Linked DNA regions of Hordeum vulgare: region 1 is linked to region 2. A link is a contact called in public Hi-C data. All regions are on one chromosome and are shown on one strand. The core of a region is the stretch at or near the end of the contact, and the rest is flanking DNA. Distances in the headings are between cores, read along the strand shown. Region 1 holds the start of LOC123398705 (dehydrin Rab15-like). Region 2 holds the start of LOC123452579 (peroxisomal (S)-2-hydroxy-acid oxidase GLO1).

What was found. A called contact is a pair of places that touch in the nucleus more often than the background predicts.
Region 1: a Hi-C map of seedling shows a contact between it and region 2, with 2.5 times the contacts expected there. The contact joins the promoter of LOC123398705 here to the promoter of LOC123452579 in region 2. A contact is called at or near these places in 3 of 6 Hi-C or Micro-C datasets (leaf and seedling) and 1 of 1 datasets of contacts at active chromatin or transcription factors (embryo).

The regions. Positions count from the first base shown.
Region 1 is chr5H:541,935,425-541,941,230 of MorexV3_pseudomolecules_assembly, forward strand. It overlaps LOC123398705 (dehydrin Rab15-like), which reads right to left and starts at 1,783. Exons shown (of 2, transcript XM_045093152.1): 1 at 1,465-1,783; 2 at 887-1,366. The coding sequence starts at 1,653. The coding sequence ends at 1,115.
Region 2 is chr5H:541,774,936-541,781,160 of MorexV3_pseudomolecules_assembly, forward strand. LOC123452579 (peroxisomal (S)-2-hydroxy-acid oxidase GLO1) reads left to right here and starts at 3,452. Exons shown (of 9, transcript XM_045129255.1): 1 at 3,452-3,560; 2 at 4,134-4,312. The coding sequence starts at 4,170. It overlaps LOC123452580 (peroxisomal membrane protein 13-like), which reads left to right. Exons shown (of 5, transcript XM_045129256.1): 1 at 1-51; 2 at 795-1,031; 3 at 1,112-1,380; 4 at 1,772-1,864; 5 at 1,958-2,434. The coding sequence starts at 45. The coding sequence ends at 2,164.

The DNA.
Region 1 (5,806 bases), core at 533-3,032, 160 kb after region 2:
ATGCCCGTGCCTTTTAGAAAGAGAAAAATGCGTTTCTTCGAGAGACACGATTTTGCTTTCATGAAAGGCACGATTTTGTCTTACGTGAGAGCCACAATTAAAAAAATATGCTTTTATTTTTCTATCTCGGGTGGCATGGTTTTTTTATCCGGTTTTTTTTTAAAAAATTCTTTAAAACCTATCAACATGACATCTATTTTTGAAGATCTCAACGCAAAAAATCAAATTGTAAAAACGGTTCAAGATTTGAATGCACAATTTAAGAAATAAAATATTTCAAAAAATAAATCGACGAAAAAAAAAAACTCACAGATTACGACAAGTGACACGCATACAGTGCGTCATTTGTCGCGACCTAGGATTTGTTAAAAAGAGTACTAGCTAATTAGTTTGTTCAAAAGGTGAACACTGTGGATTTATTTTTGACAATGAATTTATGTTGGCTCTATTTTCTTCATTTTAAGCTAAGGAGATGTCTTATCGAGTATATGACCATTTATTTTGACATGAGACAATCCAAAAGCGTCATAGATATTAACATAGTCATGATAATTGGGGTAAACCAAATGCTAGCTATAGTCGATGTTTCCGCAATTTTTTTTAGAAGATGTAACTGTTGCTCTTTTCGTTTTGCACCAGCATGCTTTTTTTTTAGAAGATGTAACTGTTGCTCTTTTCGTTTTGCACCAGCATGCTTTCTACTTTGTGTACAACATACTAGAACATATAGACTTATATTTAGTAACGGAGGGAGTAGAACATACGTTCTGGGTGCAAGGGTAAAAATGACATTGGTCCTTCGTTGGACAGACATAAGGGCCTGATTTCCTTTGTCAGAGAAACAAGTTCAGTTGATTCGCAAAAAAAAAGAAAGAAAGAAAGAACGAACCGAAACAAGTTCACTTGTATTCTGAATTTTTTTTCAGCAAGAAGACACAAGAACACACAAACATAAACACAACGCACGCTGTATACAGAAAAGTGTCCCCGACACAGATGAAATCAGAGGCAACGTTTCGTTCAGCTTCATCTTATTATTGAATGAAGATCACGTGGAACTGGAAGGCTTCGACGCGTAGCTATGCAAAGAAAGCAGCCAGCCGGAGCCGGCGGCTCAGTGCTGTCCCGGCAGCTTCTCCTTGATCTTGTCCATGATCCCCTTCTTCTCGCCGGTGCCGGCCATTCCTGCGTGCCCTTGCTGCCCGTAGGCTCCACCAGTTCCAGTTCCCGGCCCGTATGCTCCTCCGGTTCCAGTCCCCGTCGCCATGTGCTGCTGGTTGTCCTTGTGGCCGCCGGGGAGCTTCTCCTTGATCTTCTCCTTCATGCCCTTCTTCCTCCTCCCGCCCATGCCGTCGTCCTCGGAGGACTGCACACACACACACACGCATACAGGCACGGAAATCAGCATCTAAACATACAGAAGCACGTGAATGCGTACATGTGTGTGTCGACAGAGCATCATACCGAGCTGGAGCTGGAGCTGCCGGAGCGATGCAGTATCCCACGGGTCTTGTGCTCCTCCCTGCGGGCCTGGAACTGCCCGCCGGTGCCGGGAGCGGCGTGCGCTCCCCCCATGCCGCCGGCCAGCGGGAACGGGTTGCCGTACTCGTCGACGCGGTTGGCGGGGTTGTCGTGCTGCCCTTGGAACTCCATCTTGCCTGCTACTACTACCTTGGATGATGGACTCTTCTCCCTGAACCGGACTGCGAGTTGAAGTGTTGTGCCTTCAGCTAGCTTTGGACTTCGGATGACAGACAGACAGACAGACAGCTCGTGGGTCGTGTTGTGCAGCGAAGAGTGACGCCGGGTGGATATTTATACCGTGGCGACAGGCCGGGTTGTAACGGGATGTGGCAGGCCAGGTGGCTACTGCAGGGGGGGTACGTGTGCTTTCGTGGTGAGTCCGGCGGCGCAAGTGGTCGGCGTGGGCGCACGGATAGCCGGGACGCGTGCACGCGCCGCGGTCCTGAACGTGTCGGTGGCGACACTGACACGTACGCGTTCGGCTGTTCTGGAAGGGTGACTTGACAGATTAGCTCGGCGTTCTATTTTTGATGTTACAGTAGTACTACAGTTTAGTACAGCACGGTGACGGTGAGTAAGATGAACAAATTATAGGGCAGTGCACCTTGTTTCGTGACTTCATCTGTCGTGTTTGGATCCTAGGGTTAGAGTCAGGCCCGGTCATGGGGCAGGGCGAGCGGGGCGGCCGCCCCGGGCCACCCAACGAGAGGGGCCCCAGCCCAGTATGCCTTGCTTACTAGTGGCGGAGGAGGAGGTGATCCTTTTTTGCCGGCGGCTTCAGCGACAGCGCCATGAGAGCTGAGCGAGGGCGCATAAAAAAAGTAAATAACTGAACGATAGTTTCATACTCACATGGGTCGTAGGCCTTTTCCTTTGATACATGACGTGAAAGGGTATTTTACCTGATGTTTCCACTGGATGAATTGGGTGGGCCAGATGACAAGCACAGAGCTATTGTTTAGAGTAAAAATACACATTACAAATTAGGTAAAGATGCTATGCAGAAACGAATTAAATACTCACTCTGTTTTAAATTACTTGTAATTAGAAATGAATGTATCTAGATGTATTTTTAGTTCTCGATACATCAATTTCGATCCATTTTCCCAACAAATAATTTGGGATGGAGGGAGTACTAGAGTATTTATTTTTCTGACAACAAGAGTCCTTTATGTAGTCTCTTGTTTTTCATCCTCCCAAACCAAAAGGTAATCACCTTGCTTTCATTTTAGATGTTTGGTACAGTTATTTATTTTATTTAGCAGTCAAATACTTCCTTAGTAACCTATGTGAGAGGGGTAGTTTATTTGTTTATTGATGGTGAATGAAACATTTGGTTAAGGTTTTTTTCACCAGTGATTTTGGATATAGTTATTTTAGCATAACATGGCTTTTGTTCACACTTTCTGTTTGATATCATTTTATATCATATATGTTAATTATTATTTTGATGGATACATTAAGGGCCCTCGGGTTCAACTTTTGCCCCGGACCTTCGAAATTTCAGGACTGGCCCTGGTTAGAGTTAGAGTGAGTTAGATTTGAATCATCTAACCCTTAAAGATCCAAACAGGTGGGTTAAAGTTGGTTAGATGCATCTAACTCATTCAAAAACTCTAACCCATCCAAGAGGTGCTTTTTTGGGTTAAAATAGGTGGGGTCCAGGGAAAGAGAGAGGTCCAAAATAATCAAATGATTGAGAAAGAGCATTTATTGTCCATCTAACCCTCCCATCCAAACACATTTAGAGTTAGAGTTAGTTCAGGTTAGTTCAAGGGTTAGAATCTAATTATAACTCTAACCAGGTTAGAGTATCCAAACAGATTACTATGATGAGACGCAAGTGACGAATAAAAAATGCTTGTTACAAAAAATATGATCGACAAGAGTAGAAAATGAAATGAAAGACAATTTTTCTATTACGGTAATAACATTTATAGATTGATGTTCGATAGGAAGAGTTTTTCCGATGAAGCCAAGAATTGTATGCCAAAACAACTGAAATTGTCATGCATTTGTAAAGGATTTGCCGTGTACAGATGCGAAAGTAGAGAAAAAAAATGCCCTGCCGCGTATAGTAACTTCTTATAAATTGCCATGTGCTTGATCTCAGTCCGATTGCAACGAGGGCGTTGAAGCCCCTAAAAATCTGACATTCGTTTGGCATATGGAAGTCCGTCTTATCACAAAAAAGAGGAGCCCATCCCTCTAAATTCATCAACAATAAGGCAACGATCTGCGCCGGCGGACCGGCATAACGAATGAGTCGGTCACGTCCAGGCTGTCCGATGCAGTGATCCATCGTCGTTACACCTGCGCGTCCAGGCTGTCCGATGCAGTGATCCATCGCCGTTACACCTGAGCGCCCCACTCAAACAAACCGTTGTAGCAAAAATCTATTATCTACTCCCTCCGTTCCTAAATATAAGACCTTTTAGAGATTACACTATAAACCACATACGGATGTACATAGACATATTTTAGAGTGTAGATTCACACATTTTGCTCCATATATAGTCTACTAGTGGAATCTCTAAAAGGTCTTATATTTAGGAACGGAGGGAGTATGTTGCAACCTCACCCCCCAAGCACGACAAGGAAAATACCCCCGCGTCGGCCCGTCCCCGATCAACGGCGTCGGTGATCGACCCCATCGATTTTTTGCTGCCAGCGACCAGGAGAGCTCGAGGTGGGGCTCCCCCATCTATCACGGGGCCCGAGATTTGCTTCAACCATGAGTCACATTCAAGATTAATTACTTGCTGCCATGGAATTGGGCTCAAGCTCCGTCGTTGTCGTCGTTCATGGACGAACTCCTGTGAGGCAGCAAGACGTTTGTGGTAGTGTCCACGTGTTGCGATGGTACGTCAACCCGGGAGTCGTCTTCCATGATGCAACACCTCGTGGCCATGATGGATTTGACCTGGTATGAACCCTGGATTCTTTCACTAACGAAAAATGTTGCAACCATTGGTTTTAGTTGATTCGCTTCAACAAAAAGATTTCTTGATTATTTTGAATTTCTCTTGAAACTGAAATGTTACATTCATATAGTGCATTTGCTACATGCAACATACTAGTTGTTACATGGTACATCTTACTTGCTCCATGCTACAACGTATATGCTACATGGAGGAATTGGTTCAAGTGTGCAAGAAAACACAAAAAAGATGCAGCATACTTCCATGCTCCAAGATGTTTGAACCCCTGTTTTACATGTTATCATAGTTGTAGAAAATGTTTGTTGGCAAAATAACATGAAAAGGTTGGTATGCTATGCATGTAGGATGTATAAAAATTATGCTATGATGCTAGCAACAAAAAAACTTTTTGGATTTGTGTTTCGCATGCTGCATCCACTATGTTTCCATTTTTTTGCATCAAGTTTGAAGCAGCAAACTTAAATTGACTTGGTTGTTGATTTTGTTGCAGAATGTTGCTACGAAACCATCGATTTTCGTCGATGATGACCTGCAAAATACTATGGAGCAAGAAGAACATGCTAAAATTGATCTGAATGATCCTCCGGAACTTATATTGAGGACACCTTGCAGCAAAACACACATGGTGCAGCTCATTACAATGAGGAGGTTGCCGGTAATGATGCTAACGGAAATGCCACAACACTTGTTTATGAAATAGACGAAGATATATCATCGCAACGAATTGTTCCCTTTGTTGGAATGGTTTTGGACAATGTTGAATAAGCACAACGAGTGTACAACGAATATGCATTGAAGATGGGTTTTAGTACTTGAATTGTTACATCAAGACACGGTAGGGAAAGATAGTAGGAAAATAAGAAGGCCATTTTGATCCATAGAGTTTTTGAGTGCATACGCTCATGGAAAAATCCATCCAAGAATGCCAGTGGTAGCATTACTGACGGCGCTGCAACAAATTAGTGTGATGATGCTAACATCAGCTATGCTACTAATGAAAAAACAGCAAGGAAACAAGCTCACATATCTATGGATGTGGGTGACAAGAGGCAAAGAAACAGATTGAAGCGGTATGATTGCAAGACGCATATGGGTGTTAGCCTCTGAGACGTAACCTGAGTTGTGGCCGTTTTTGAGGCCGATCACACTCACCCGCTGATGTTGCAAAAGGGTCGTCGGAGATTCTACCTCTCTCACAGAAAGATCCCAGAAGCCGACATGCAATACATCACATCGTTGCACTACTACAACATATCAACAACAAATGTGATGGGATGTCTAGGAGATGCACGGTGTTTTGATCCGAGGAGTTTATTGCATGTTAATACAGATGTGACGAA
Region 2 (6,225 bases), core at 2,202-4,701:
CCGGCAAGAAGGGGCGCAGGCCTATCCGCACCGCAGCGCGCGCCATGGCAGGTTCGTCGCCTCCCCGCCCCGCGCGTCTTGCGCCCCACCCTCCCCCTCCTGAGATTACTTTTCTGATGGTTGGCCCGATCAGGCCACCGCGAGAGGAAGGGAGGGATCGATCGTGTTGGGTGCGATTTTGGTGCTCGCGGTTGGTCTTCGGCCGTCGTTTGGTTCGCGATGGATCGGGTTGGGCGTGGGAAGGGAAGTATCCGATCGATTAGGTAGGGTAGGTGGGTGGGTGGCGATGTTCAGGAACATCTTTCAGGAAGTGCTGCAAATTCAGGAGCGATAACATATAATTGTGCTTCAGGAAGGTATATAGTTTGGGGTTGAAGTTGAGATGGCTCTTGACTTCTTGCGTATTTGTCATGTGAGGTCTTATGCCAAACCTTCATACATGTGTTTAGCTTAATTAGCCCCTGTTCTTATTCCAAAAAAAAGGTACAGGTGTTTTAGATGGTTTCGTTCCTGCACATTTCTTGCAGGTTAACTGATACTAGTTCCTAAACGTTTTCATGGCTGGCTGCAATATCTGCCTTCTAGTATAGCGCTCTGCCCGCAAACATCGAACTAAGATTGCTGTCCAGTGTGGAAGTAAAAGCATGGTTCCTCATAGTTATAGGCTTAGAGCAATTTCTTCATTTCATTAGTCACGAATGTGCCAGCTCAGATTGCTTTACATTGTGCAAATAAAATCATGGCTCTTCATAGTTAGAACAATCCCTTCATTCAGTCTTGCATGTGATTTGCAGGTAATAACCCACCACCAAAGCCATGGGAACGTGTTGGCACTTCATCTGGCCCAGCCCCTTTCAAGCCCCCATCTGGAGGCAGCACAAGCGACGTTGTTGAGGCCTCTGGGACAGCAAAACCTGGGGAAGTTGTTTCTGCTGCACAGAGCAATGCTGCTTTCAACGTGAACAATACAGTTGCAGGGCCTGTGCCCCCGCGTCCCTGGCAGCAGCAAGGATACGGAAACACTTATGGGGGTAATCAATAATTTGTGCAGCGTTCCAGCAATTACATGCTCTTTGTGCCTTGAAATGATAACTTTTCAATCAAAATGCAGGTTATGGTGCCAGTACCTATAATTCATATGGTGGATTTGGTGGGGCTTATAGTAACGGCGGGCTATACGGAAATAATAACATGTATTCAGGGTATGGAGGTGGTTACGGCGGTTCGTACGGGGGCTCTGGAATGTATGGTGGGTCAATGTATAATAACGGGATGGGAAATCCATACGGTGGTATGGGCATGGCTCCATACAATCAGGGTCCTAATTCATTTGGCCCTCCAGCACCACCCCCAGGTTTCTGGGTGTCCTTCCTACGAGTGGTAATGCCATTTCTACCTACTGAATGTTGAATTAGATATTGATTTGTATCCTCCATACAGTTGACATGATTCAGCTTTGTACAACTATGTCCTTCATATGGTGATTTCTGTGTTTAATCTTTTGTGGATCTAAGTTTACTTGTTTAGCCTGTTTGAGCTGCCTTGTTTTGATTATCGTGATGAAGTGCATACCTTCTTTATGTATAAAAATTAGTTAGCGGAACAGGTTTCAGGTTTGGCTACAAATCGATGATCTAAATCTATGGCGTGGCTATTATCGAGCGCACAGTTTCTTCCTTGTATCATGTGCATTCAGAAAATTAATTAATACTTTTCTGTTTTAAATGGGGACAAACAACATTTTATTTACTCTGTTTCTCACTGATTGCAGATGCATGGGATTGTGAATTTCTCTGGGCGAGTTGCATTCCTTATCAGCCAAAACACTCAGGCATTCCACATGTTCATCACAGCTCTTTTGCAGGTATCATTTGACGCGTGCCTTTCGTTTTTAACTCTTTTCAAGCATGCTTCTTAAGTTCTTCTGAATTCTGATCCAATGATATTATTGCCACAGCTCTGTGATAAGTCTGGAATGCTTTATGGTGAGCTTGCGAGATTCACATTCCGTTTGCTGGGGATCAAAACCAAACCAAAGAAGGGCGGAATTCAGGGTGCACAAGCTCCACCATTTGAGGGGCCAGGCCAGCAGTTCGTTGAGGCACCAAAAGCTAACAAGAACTCCTGGGAGAACGTATGGAGCGGTGATGCTAGGGGAATGTGAGGTGCTATAGGTGTGCGGTTACAGTGACAGGTTTTGTTAGATGAGGACGATGAGTTTGCTTATGGCTACTGGGAGAAAGGAAATCTACTGACTTGTGTTCGGATGCTTTTGGCATTTGAACCAGAGCAAGGAAACCAAGTAATCTCTGATTCTTGTGATTTCTTTTCTTCCCTAGTATATGTGCACTTCTGTTCCGAAGAGTTTGCTGCTGTGAGAAATGTGAGCTTGTAAAGTATGGCTTTCCTGATAATAGAGTAAATATTACCCCAATACATTGTCCGGAGAAGGGGTGCACAATATTACTGGTTTCCATTATATTTTTTCTAATGATAATTTTTTATCTTTTTATTTTAGTACAGGAGTTTGCTGGTGCTCCTCGTGATAGCAGCATGGAATTGTTATAACAGTTGTTTTCGCCAAAAGGCCGAATGATCATGATTAAGCAACAATATCCCTTCCCTTTGGAACAGTTGCTGGGGCTGATAAAATTCTTCAGCTCTTACAGAGGGTAGTGCTGCTACTCGTAAATGTTAGTTGTGTGGTGCCTGAAACTGGTGTGAAGTTGAAATGCGCCCTGAGCTCTGAAGCCGAAGCGTGTTGTTTCTGATCCTCCGTGGGTACCACAAGGGTGCCTCACTGCCGTTTATGCCGAGCATGCTTTGTACCATAGCTCTGGGCTCTTTGTCTTTTGAAAATTGGTTGACATGGGAAACTGCTGTAATAAAGTCTAACTTCTTTATGTCCATGTTAGTAATATCCTGTGTCTCTGACCCATATTTGTGTGGCATCCTCTTGTCAAGATGCAGGTTGCCTAGTTGCAACAGTGTCTCTGACCAAGATGGAGCAGCCAAACCAAACATGCCAAAACACAATCTCAATGAGATATAGCACTATGAACTTTCTGAAAACACAATTACCCTGCTTGTATTGTGTGAATGAAGTTTTTAACCACCGAAGGGCAAGGATCACCCGGGCTCACCGAAGATAACTCAGTCGCCACGACATCTCTTACAATTTTCCGCGACAAAAGCCCGGGAGGAGATAATCCGCTGCTGCGACTGAACACCAAAAGAAAACGAAAAAAAGGGAGAGAAACGGGTATGTTTTATTGTGCTTCTCCGTTGGCTTGGGTGGTGATGATGATGATGTCAAGTGGATGAGGAAGCAGTGTAGGAGGAGGCACCCTTCATCCCAACCTCCAATAGCTCATCCGTAACCTCCCCCACTTCCTTTCCCCCTCAACAATCTCCACGTCTCCCTGCAATCTTTGTCTCCATGCGCAGCTGAAGCCTCCCCCCTATCTGCTATCTCCTGGCTACTATATATCACTTGCACTCCCCACCACTCCCTCCCGTTCGTCTTCCCACCTCGCCTGGCGCCTGCGTCCTCCTCTAAGGTAAAGATGCCAGCCATTCAATCCATGTTCTTCATTCAATTGCTTCATCATGTGCCCCGGTTTCTTCCCGATCCAGCTCCGTCCGTGTTCTTCTCGATCGGGTATTGTTTTTGCAGCTGTCTTTGTTTCCGATTGCTTTGTTGTTTGTTTCTTTGTTCTCAACTTTGCGCTTGCCGATGTTCCAAAGTTCCATTGCTAGCTTCACCATGTTCCTTTATCATTTCTGCCGAAATGAATTGCGCGTTTGTCTGTTTCGCTGTTTTCTCCTACTAGGAAATTCTTCCTCGGTTTTGCTTTCTGCTGAAAGAGCAGTATTTATATCTTTTATGCAGAAACAAAATGGGCATCTGCATGCACTCTGCAAGAAAGGTGTCCTTTTTTGTTTCTCTAGCCGTGGAACGTGCCATCATACTAGTGTTTTTTCTGGAGTAGCTCGATTGGCTTGTTGCTTTAAAGGAAAGGACGTCCACACTTGCATCTTCCAAAGTTTTTTGCATGTAAACGACGGCCGCTTTGGGGGAAGATCTAGCTCTACTGTCTAACACGCTCGTCCTGTTGTGTTCTTGGTTGCAGAGTGGTGAGGGGCTCGGCGCTGCTAGCGAGGCAAACATGGGGGAGACGATCACCAATGTATCGGAGTACCAGGCCATCGCGAAGCAGAAGCTTCCCAAGATGGCCTACGACTACTATGCATCCGGGGCGGAGGATGAGTGGACCCTCAAGGAGAACAGGGAGGCATTCTCCAGGATCCTGTAAGCAATTTATATTTATTCTGTCCATTTTAATTTGGTTTAACAATTGTATGACATACACCTTCCGTTTCAAAATAAGTGTCTTAAACTTAGTACGTACAAAGTTGAGATTTTTATTTTGAGACGGAGAAAGTACTAGGTAGACGTGCATGTGTGGGTCGAACGAGTGTGTGGGTCGAACGAGTTCTCGCACTTTTCAGTTCCAAACCAGATTATCATAAACATTTAGCGCAGTGATGATGTAAATAGTGGTCATCAGATTTAACCTGATCATAAGTATTATACTGGCCTTGCAATTATAAATTGCTCTGGGTTGTTTTATTGGACACTTTTGAGGAACTGTACAGATTTATTAAACTGTACAAACCATTCCATGCTTGCACAAATTATTGTAAATAGTTCAAAATATGTGGAGGGAGAGAGAGAGAGAGAGGGAGGGAGAGAGAGAGAAACACTTACACCAAATGTTGTGCTTTGAGTCCATTTCGTTATCCTTATTTTTTGCGGGGGAGTCCATTTTAGTACCCGAGTCTGTATATTATGCAAGCAACAGTTATAGTGTTGGTACTATTCCTCCAAGCGGCTATCCTTTTCTATTAACTAAAGCAGATTCATCATTTCCTTTTCCGATGAAACTGGACTTGGAAACAACATTTTCGTGAACTAAAAAATACTCCGTTTTTTAATATAAGTTTTTTTGAAGATTTCACTATGAATTACATACGGATGTATATAGACATATTTACAGTGTAGATTCACTCATTTTGCTCTGTATGTAGTTTACAGTAAAATCTATAAAAAGACATATATTTGGGAACTGAGGAAATACTTTCTTTTGCAATGAAAATTGTAAACAACATTAATGGTTGAATTGTCCTCTTATGTGCACAAGAATACCATTTTGGCATAGGTGCTATACAACCAGGCACGATTCTAAGGGGGGACAAGGGGGGCTAGACCCTCCCCCCCCCCCCCCCTTAACGAATTGGTTTTTCTATTATAATAGTAATTGTTGTAGCCAAAAAATTTCATTTCATATAAACTTTGCCCCCTCCATGTATAAACTTGCCCCCCTATGTTTGCATGCTGGCTCCGTCCCTGTATACAATGTTGCGATTTCATAGTTACACTTGTTGCTAGTCGGTTCACAGCCTAGCAAAAGTTGTAGTTAATATATATCATGATTTCGATGAAGCTTTTCAGCAAAAGTTGCCAAAATTGTGCGAACATATTCACACAAACGTTTGTAGTCATTGAAGCCACATCCAACCATTATGGTCACCTCTAACATATAATACATAGAGCACCTCCATACTAACCCTAACTTGTCTCCCTCTCATCCAAACGTCGCCACACATTGGGCATACTCTCTTCCTCCACCCTCTTCTACCCCTAGCATTGCCTTTTTTCCTATTTGCAACAAACTTTGTGTTGCCAATCTTCCTTCTCTTATACGATGTCCTTGATGGCACCTTCCAGTGATGATTGATGACCTCTTTGGTGAATACCCATATAAGAAATAAGAGAATGAAGGAAGAATAAGTTCGGTCACTATTCTTCAATTAGATTTACTTTGTGGGTGAATTGAGAAGACACTTTGGCCCTCATGAGTCACTTCTTGAAGGAAAAAAGGAGGTGGGATGACCATGTTGTAGCAGAACCAACCAAAATTTAAAATAATAATTTTTGGCAACTAAAGCATCTTAAATCCAAACCTCAAAACTATTCCAATATCGCGCACTCCCAAATCCTACACACTCATGCAACGTCCTAAAACCTCACCCGGGACTCTACTAGCACCACATCATGAATGATCCGGGTTGACTCAACTATTACCACCCTCATCACATGACACCCTCACCATGAGTCTTGCACAACTCCATTGTCCACTCTCGCCTATTCATGGATGTTGG